2 separate regions of the Mus musculus genome follow, and region 1 is linked to region 2. The links are chromatin contacts, called in public HiCAR-type maps. All regions are on one chromosome and are shown on one strand. The core of a region is the stretch at or near the end of the contact, and the rest is flanking DNA. Distances in the headings are between cores, read along the strand shown. Region 1 has its middle 21 kb from the start of Gm32828. Region 2 overlaps Gm32828 (a long non-coding RNA gene).

Region 1 (4,553 bases), core at 1,935-4,434, 230 kb after region 2:
TGAGAGCTGGGGGGTGGCTGGATTAAACATCACACTGGTCCTCATATTCTCTGGGTGGTGAAAAAATGAATCACATGTAAAAGGCAAGGAAGAGGGCATTTAATGACACAGTCAGACGTGATTCCGGAAAGAATAGAATCTGTGTGCCTCCCTGGCCCCACTGCATTCCTGTGGTATCAATGTGATAGTATTTGGAGACGGGACATTTGGGGAGATAATGGGATGAGTGTCGAATCTTCCTGATGGTACTAGCGCCTATAGCAAGAAACAGAAGATAGTTTGCCTCTCTGGGCTGTCCATGTAAAGACATAAGATTAAGGCCATCTGCAAACCAGGAAAAGTCTACACAAGAACTGGTCATACTGATGCCCTGATTTTAAACATTCTTGTCTCAGAGTCCCGAGAAATGACTTTATGTTATTTTAGCCACCTGAGCTATGATATTCGATTACAGCAGCCTAGACAGGGTCAGTGAATGACGTACTCCTAGGAAAACTCTGACGTGCCACATAGCTAAGTGTCAGGATAGCTATACAATCTCTCGTTAAGTTGGCCTTGCCCTGGGGTGCTCCTGCCCTCCCTTCCCATTCCCTCTGCTCTGAGTCTTCTGTGCTCCTAAAGAAACTCCAATATTTGAAAATAAGAGGGAAACTGTCTTTTGTCCCTTCTTATGAGGAAACTAACCCTATCAGGAGGCCTCCACTCCCAACATACCATTATTTTCCATTTTCAGTTTACCTATAGTTTATTTCAGTTCAATAATATATAACATGCACTTACAAACCGGTATTAGTGGGAAAGGAATAAATCAGGGGCAACCAATGTTCTCTGTAGGCTTTTCTAGAGAAATAGATCATTTCAATTACATTAGCCTGTCATCAGCCATTGAATTCTCCTGCTAATTCCTTCTACCCAAGGGTCTACTTGGATGTACGAGTTAGCTGCTTCTTCAGAAGAATCCTGTGTAACAGCTTTTCCCCAGGCCTCATTGACTGAAACGCTTGTTTTTCTCCCTCACAGGCCTGTAACTAGGTCTGAATTCAGCAGTTCTCACTCAAACTAATCAGAGCTTGAGTCTAGACTAAGAACTGAGTTTAGGGTCCAGCTTCTTGAATTTCTTCCATTTTCCATGTTGGTCACATTCCTTGGATAACTCCAGTACCATGGAGAATCAGAAAGCAAGAGGCTAGACCAAATGCCAACACATTCAAAGCTTGTTATCAAGTCACATATCCCAATACCGCATTGATTAAAGTCACAAACAACACCAACAAGTCACATACTAAAGTAACATCGGGTATAGCAGCTATGGCCAGCATCAGTGGGGCATATACGCTATGAACAATGGAATACGATATCCAATAGTATATGCAGTATGTCAATACGGTAGATGATATCCATCTCCAGCATCAATAGGGCATATTCCCCTTTGATGAAGGATATGGTAGCTATGCCCAAAACCATTAGGTCATATGCTATATTAATATGGTGGATGATAGCTATACCCAGAATCAGTGAGGGCAAATACTCTATCAATTTGGGATATGATAGTAATGCCAGCATCAGTGGAGCATACACCCTTAATCCATCTGGAGATACTCCAAGTCACATTAATATGTAATTTTGTTATAGGAAAAGAAAAAATTAAAGCCAATTATCTGCCTATCAGTTCATAATACCTAATTTACTACTCAAGGCTCTGAAACCTTAGATGCCCCTGACAGAGCAAGGCCTGAGTCCAGCACAGGAATGTGAATCAATCGCCAGTGAGCACCATTTCTCTTCTATTGTGGTCTGGCACAACAAAGGGCCATTGTAGCTAGAAAGCAGCTGTGGACACAAAGGGAAACATCCTTCATTGTGTCTTGCTGGCTTTCGTCCAGGACCCAGTGTAACACACAGTGTAATCTGAGGCAGCCTTCATTCAGAACTAGGGAAACTCATCTTTATAGTAAGCCTGGCAGTAGGGTAATTGGGACAAGGTCCATGGCGCCAGTCCTCCCTGTTTGTCCTCTCCACTATCCTCTGGCTTCATGGCCCATGGGAAAGGCTAGACTCACCCGGTCTTCATGATTCAAGTCATACAGTCATAGTATCTGCCATTTCCTTTTTGTTTAAGTTTTGTTTCATGGGTATGAGCATTTTGCCTGTGTGTATGTATGGGTACCACGTCCCTTGTGGCTGCAGAGGCCAGACCGGGGCATCAGAGCCCCTGAAAGTGGAATTGTAGACAGTTGTGAGATGCCGTGTGGGTGCTCAGATTCACACCCAGGTCCTCTGCAAGACCCTCTGTGCTGTGAACTGATGAGCTGTGTGACTAGCCCTGAGAGCTGAAAGGCTTTCTACACTGCCAAGCACTGTGCAAAATATCCTGGGTTACTACACTCTGCTGAAGATCCTGTGAGATGGTCACTGAGCCCTTGTATGTCCCCCAAGGCTGTACAGTGTGGGTCCCTGCAGGAGGGTAAATCAGCCATGGCTCTTTTGTTGGTCTCCACACTGTTAATCCCAGTGCTAGGGCTCCGACTCGCCATTTGTAAGTACCTGACAGGCTCGCAGTGAAAATGGAAGGAGAGCTTTGTGCAGACCTGGGATTTCTTTGCTCCAGGGAAGCATATGTGAAATCTTGACCTATGGTTTCAGATCCTGCATATGTCAGTGCTGGCCTGCATTTGCAGCGGCACCCCTGTGCTACAAGAGAGCCTCAGAGAGGTGCAAAACTCAAGTGTGCAGTATCTGGGCCACGGGGAGAATCTACCCTTGAGCTTGACAGAGAGCTCCTTTGACCTGTAGAGGTCAGTTTGACTTCCTCTGGCCCCTTGCCCTAGGAAAAGAGAGATGGTCCGTCCCTGTGGTCTAAGATCCTCACATTCGTAATGAACGTGGTGCAGACCGCTGCAGCCACAATAGCACTCAACAAAGGCATTGGTTTATGCTCACATTCACCTGAATATGCACTTCAGAGTTTGGGGAGCCAATTCCTACAAGCACTAGAGTGCTCATAAGAAAAGGGGCTTGAGTGACAAGAGCTAGTCTTCTCTGATAGCCTGTCTTCCAGTCCTGACTTAACAACTGTCTGTAACTCCAGTTTCAGGAAACTGGAAGGAGCCTTCCTACCCTTTCACAGCCACGGTCATCAAGGGCCTCAGAACAGTAAAGCTGTCCTAAGGCACTCTTCTGCCCTCTGGTGTTCATGCTGATGATAGCACTTTTATAGACAACATTGGAGAACAGTTGCTACAAGTCGAGGTGGTAAGTGTCCTAGAAAGACACAGGATGTCAGCAGACAGGGAGAACAAGAGGGAACTTGAGTCTAGCTTAGGTAGGGACTGTCTCTAGGTCGTTCCTTCTTACCTGCTTGTTCTGAATCCTGCGTGTCATCCAGCAGAGCACCCACTTGGGGCAGGAAGGATGGCATGGTACTGGCAGAAAATAAAAGGCTCTTTGAAAAATGGCTGCAGTCACAGATGCTCGCATTCCTCAGTCACAACACCGAGGAAATCTGGAGGGCTTCCTGGGATGCAGCTAGTTTCCCTTTCCAAATGTTTCCCTTCAGTACAAGTCGAGTGACGCCAGGGGGAGCCAGAGAAGTTCCCTTCTCCAGAAAGTCCTCACCTGTAGGCCATTTCAAAACCCCACTTTGGAAAACAAAACAAAGAAAGACATAAGAAAGCACCGAAGGCCCACTTTCTGGGAGCCTGCACAGTTCTTCCAGGCTCAGTAACAGATGCTCCTGACCGAGGTGGCAATGGGAAGTGGCTCGTTGCGTCTTCCATGCATCTATCTGTCTCTTCAACGTCTAGAAACCTCGCTCACTCTCCCTTGCTTTGCTCAGCACCTCTGTCCCCACAAGGGAAGATAATTTCTACTATTTTCCAGAAAGTTCACTGATTAATAAAACTCCATTTTGTTTAGAAGCCTTCTCTGGTTTTCCTGGAGTCCCTCTCCTACCTCTTCCTGGGCCACACAGATTCCCTCTTCACGGGCTCTTGATTAGCCACAGCCAGTGAGATTGGATTCAAGATTTAGTTCTTTCAGAAAGACGTATCAGTAACTCAAGTGTAGATGCCCTCGCAGATAAGTCTGTCCCCAAACTCCAGACCCTTCAACAGAGTGTATAGAACTCAAGGCACATGCTTAGTCACCTTTCTTCAATAGTGTTACCCCATCTCCCAGGCTCTCCCCAGACACGGACCACCAAAACCAGGATCACCAGAACTGAACCTCCCACCATGTGCCCTGCACAGAACCAGAGTGTGAATGTTCCTAGTAAAGGAAACCACATGCCCCCCATCTCTGGGCAGCTAGTCCACCGTAAGCTATTAAATAGCCATTGTACAAGGATGTGGGGGAGGTGGAGAAAGAGAAGAGCAGGTGCTCAAGACAGACTCAGACCCTGCTACACAATAAAGTCACAAACCCTTGGAAACAATAGCCCTCACCATAGATCCACACCCAACTGCCCTTGCTTTGTCCTCCCAATCTCGACATCTTCTCCCAAGTCCCTGATAATATATTGCCTCACATCTGAAGCTAATGAACCTAGGGATGGC
Region 2 (4,609 bases), core at 1,903-4,402:
CCCAAGGCAATTTTGCAAACTCCCTTTATTCACTGTCCTCTAGTTCTCTCATTTGTGATAGACATGTACTAGCATATTTAACATGTACATTGGCAATCCTTCTTGGCAGAGGTCCATTTCTTCCGTTATAGTCTCTTCATTGTCACCAAAGTACCTAAAACTCTAAACTTGCTAAGTATCACATGCTGCCAGATACAGCAGTAGTAGCTCTTTATCAAACAAGGGGTTCAAATCCCACCAATATGAAAATACCAATAAGAGCTCTGTATTTATTTACCAACCATGAGGATTCTGGATTTAAGTTGTTAATTTAATATTATCATTTTGAAACAGAGCCCATGAAGCCCCAAATGGGCTGGAATTCTCAATGTAGACCAGGCTGGCCTCTAACTCACAAAGATCTGCTTGTCTCTGCCTCCTGAACACTAGGATTAAAGATTTGTGCCACCATATCTGGTTTGGATTTAACTTGTAACCTGTGGAAACAGAGTCAAAGTTATCTATATTTATCTCCTTGTTCTTTGCAAGATACGCTCATGGTGGACAAGCAATCTTTAGCTTTCTATTAAATATAACAGAGAAGAATGTCTCCAGCCAACATCAGGATGGATCTCATGAACTCATTAGCATTTTTTGCTAAGACTTTACCCTAATATATGATCTGATGGAAGTTTCCACTTCCAGTATATGACCTCTAAATGTTCTCAAGTGACCCCCACCCCAGGAGCAAGTGTGGCCCAAAATTCCATCACTTATGAATATCCAGCCCATTTCTCTGCTTGCTTACTATTCAGCATCCAATTCTGTAGCTTGCAAAAGTCCAAAAGTACCCTAGGTTTCCTGGTGCACAGAGGTCTAAGAGATTCTTAGCCACTCAGCATTACCCTCCCACTCCTCCAACCTCCCAAGGAGACATTGTGTTCCCAGATCCAGCCTGAGCATTAGGCCTAAATAAGGTAACCCTCAGTGGCTTCATCCCCTAGTGCTGGATGCCTCCAGGACACGACCTTTTCAGAAAGCTTCATGCATCAGCCAGACCAGAGACTTTGTTCTCAGACAGTTGGAGCCCATGGTGAATACATTTTTTCATCTCCTTCCTACAGCAGGAAAGTTCCAGCATGGTAATAGCTCTCCATACCTTTTCTCTTCTGCAGCAGGAGGCCCTGGAAGTTTTTCTGCCTTTTGCCGTTTTACATTTCAATGGTCTTAACTGGGCCATTTGCAAACACAGGAGGCTTGAGGAAAGCAGGTGACATCAGTGAAAGTCTTTACATTTATATATTAGACACCCTAAGAAACAGGTACTAGGAAGTTGGTTCCCAGGGGGGACATTTGCTTAAGTCAGTCCAGGAATCTTCATCTAATCAAACTCTGTGGGTCCGAGGACAGTAGCTTCTCTCAATCACATGTTCTTTCTGGCTACCCTTGCAGGTTCAGTACCAACATTTTCTAACTTGTTTTATCATTGTTTTTCATTGTCTAAAAATCGAACAGCCCCTGAGTCTGGCATTGCCCAGTTAACACTTGTGTTGCCCTTGAGCACATGTGTGCTCCTTTGGCGAATTCAGATGTGGATTCTCTTTCCTTGGTGTTGCTGTCCAGAGGGTGCAATCAGAGTTTGTTTTCTTGTTCTCTGTATCACCAAGTGATGAAGCAGTACCCATCATTGAGAGAACAGTGTGCTCTCTTGAAATCTCCATCATTTCTATTGTCATAATTTTCACACTAGACAGAGAAAGCCTTGTTCTAATTTTAAAGGAAAGGAAATTGGTAGCCACAGAGATTGGCCTATCCAAAGGTCCTCCTCTGGTTAAACGTTAGGAGCATGGGACTCCACAGCCCCCTTCATTCATTCTATGGCATTTTTATTGTAACATTTTGCTCCACTGTCTCCCGATTGATTTGCCTAGTAAACTTTGGTCCCTGGATGAATGATAAGGACCAAAGAGCAAGTTATTAAAGAACTGTGTGTCTGATTGACTAAGCTCAACAGAGCAAATGTTGAGTTGCTCCAGACACCTCCAGTGTCATTAAGAAAACAGGGTCTCACATCTGGATCCACCAGAAAATCATGCATAACTGTAGACAATGGAATTGTTCACTTCAGTATGCTAGCTAATGGAGGATTTTTAAACAGTGAGAGACCACCTGAAAAATAGTTCAGCGTGTTTTAAACTGGCTTGAAAGAAGGGATATACTTGCAAAATCAGGGGTGATAAATCGAGGTAGGCCAGAGTGTAGGAACATATGCAAGCAGGAATTATCTTGAAACTCCAGACTGGCCTGTAGTGGTACTTTTCAGGTTTTATTCTCCGGATCATTCAGGGTGGGGGTGGGAGGGAAGCCTCATGTGGCTATCTTTATGTTGCACTTCATCTGCAGAGTCTTGCTCTCCCTGTGGGATTCCACTGGATGAGATATAGCCTAAGGAGTTCACAGGGCTCTAGACTCTGGTCTTGCTAACCAGCTAAGGCAGCACTTGCTTGTGTTCTGCCGAGCCAGCTTGACAGCTTACAGTAATAGTTTATCTCCCTCCCAAGATGTGCAAAATACTTCGGTGAAGCAAGTTTGCAATGGGAAATAACCTTTTCATAACATGCATTTCCATTAGCATCATTTAGAACAACCATGTGTTGGGGCTTCAAAATATCAATTCTGGTATTTTAATATGATACGAATTTAATATAAAGGGTCCCTCTACATGGACATTTTCTAAAGTGAATATGTGTGGAGATGCAAGAATGTGTGCCTGGGGAAGGGAAATGGGTCAGTATTAGAAGTGCTTGGTACGCAGTGTGAGGACAGGAGTCTGGATCCCCAGAAGTCATGGCCATCTGTCATCCTCACGACGTGGGTCCTTAAAGACAGCTAGTGAGTCCCACAAGCAGGGCAGGATTTGGCCAGCACTGAGTAGGTTTAGCAAGAGACCCTGCCTCATAAATAAAGGGAAAGGGATTGAGGAATGCACTTATCATCAGTTTTGGACCTCCATACCTTTATGTAGAGATGTGCATCAGAATTTCATATACATTGCATTATATGTGCATCCTCCTGTATTCAATGAAAGCCGTTGTAGAGAGTTTAAGTAGACAGGTCTCAGCGGCTTTGTCCATCTCCTCCAGGAGAAAGTCAGTCTTCCATCAAGCTCTAGTCTGCCCTCTAGTGGTTATCCTTTCTCTCACTTGAAAGTCTTACCCTTTTTCTCAGTTCCTTCTGGGCTGACCTTTTCATGGACCCTCTGTAAGGACCATTTTAAAAACCGATTTTCTTCCCTGAGCTCTGCAGCTGCAGAAAGGAACAGTGCAGGATCTTTTTCAGATCCCAATATGACATCGCATTTCACTCTAGAATTTTTCACCACTCTAAATTGTCTGTTAAACTGTAGGTTTTATAGGACACCTTGAACAGCATTTTATAAGGCAATTCATAGGCACTGCTATTAAAATTAATTGAGTTATCATTAAAGGGGAAGTCTATGAAACAGAAGTCATCCTCCACATCTCTTGTTTCAAACATAGCTGATCACCTCTAGGTTTAGCATGCATTTCAAAGTCCCAGCTCACACTGGAGCTGATGCTCTGAGGCAGAACATGCTGTCTTTAGCACAGCACGCTGTATACATACCTGACGTAGCAGGATTTTTATATCCGCAGTCTGTCTTAAATCCTAACAAGAAGCACGAAAGTCCACCTACATGGGAGTTTTTCTTCTAACCTCTGTTTTCTCTTATGTTATTAAAGATAGGGCAGTATGATTTCCAGACCTTTCTAAATTATACAGTACTACACAAATTGACATATACCTCCTATACTAAGCAAATCCTGATATGCTTTCCCATGGTTACATTATTTTATCTCACAACTGATCACTCTGAGAGGTCCTTCTAGGACAGAAGGTCTCAGCTCCAGGACACCCTGAGTTGAGGATGCAGAGGGCAAGTTAGCAACATGGAGAATCTCCTGACACCCAGAAAGACAAGAGCACCTAAGGGATGCCCAGCGAGGGAAGTTGGATAGAAAGAACAAAGACCAAACATTGGCCTCGAAGGTTCTTAATAAACAAGGTACAGTTTCCAAATCTGAATTATTAGCTTCAATTGCATTTTTCTTCCTGAGTCTTCTTTGTATAATAGATTTGATTTTCTGATTATCCTTAATACTTAAAGGCAAACTGCTTCTAGAACACACATACTGGTTTAAAGACTACTCAGTGTCTCTCCACCTTCTTCACTCAGTGAATAGGGCCCCACATACCAACCTCTCTCTGGGTCCCGATCCACTAACTTATTAACTGCTCTACAGTTCAGCCAGATGGAAATGTGCAGAATTGACCATGGAGGGGCCTCAAACATTATCAGGTACTAATTAGCTTGTCTAGGTCTCTTTTGCCACAAAGATTATGGGTTATGGGGAGCCAACTCTATTGCTACAGAAATAAGCTTCCTTCCTAAGATGAATTCTCTTATCCCTTATATTAACTCCATACCCACACCCTCATTGAGGGCTACCTGCCTAGAATCTCCCCTCTTATTGAAGTTTATCACAAGGACAGCTATTGTAATCTCTTTGTGGGCTCCCCTAATGAATGTACTGGACCAAACGCCATAACA

What was found. HiCAR-type assays count read pairs that join an accessible place to other places.
Region 1: a HiCAR-type map of PVALB interneurons shows a contact between it and region 2, with 5 times the contacts expected there. The contact joins two enhancer-like sites. A contact is called at or near these places in 18 of 484 Hi-C or Micro-C datasets (Sertoli cells, adipose-derived mesenchymal stem cells, cerebellar granule neurons and 11 more), 4 of 115 datasets of contacts at active chromatin or transcription factors (PVALB interneurons, astrocytes, differentiating embryonic stem cells and 1 more) and 1 of 9 other capture datasets (embryonic stem cells).

The regions. Positions count from the first base shown.
Region 1 is chr12:7,774,682-7,779,234 of GRCm38.p6, forward strand. No RefSeq gene overlaps it. Among named protein-coding and RNA genes, the nearest start is that of Gm32828, 21 kb to the left of the region's middle. Within about 2 kb of position 3,185, at least 36 of the 459 cell types and tissues checked have an H3K27ac peak or open chromatin away from gene starts, as enhancers often do. A contact at or near this core is called in PVALB interneurons, where this site is marked.
Region 2 is chr12:7,540,634-7,545,242 of GRCm38.p6, forward strand. The region is part of intron 3 of Gm32828 (a long non-coding RNA gene); the gene reads right to left. Among named protein-coding and RNA genes, the nearest start is that of 1700101O22Rik, 160 kb to the left of the region's middle. Within about 2 kb of position 3,153, at least 2 of the 459 cell types and tissues checked have an H3K27ac peak or open chromatin away from gene starts, as enhancers often do. A contact at or near this core is called in PVALB interneurons, where this site is marked.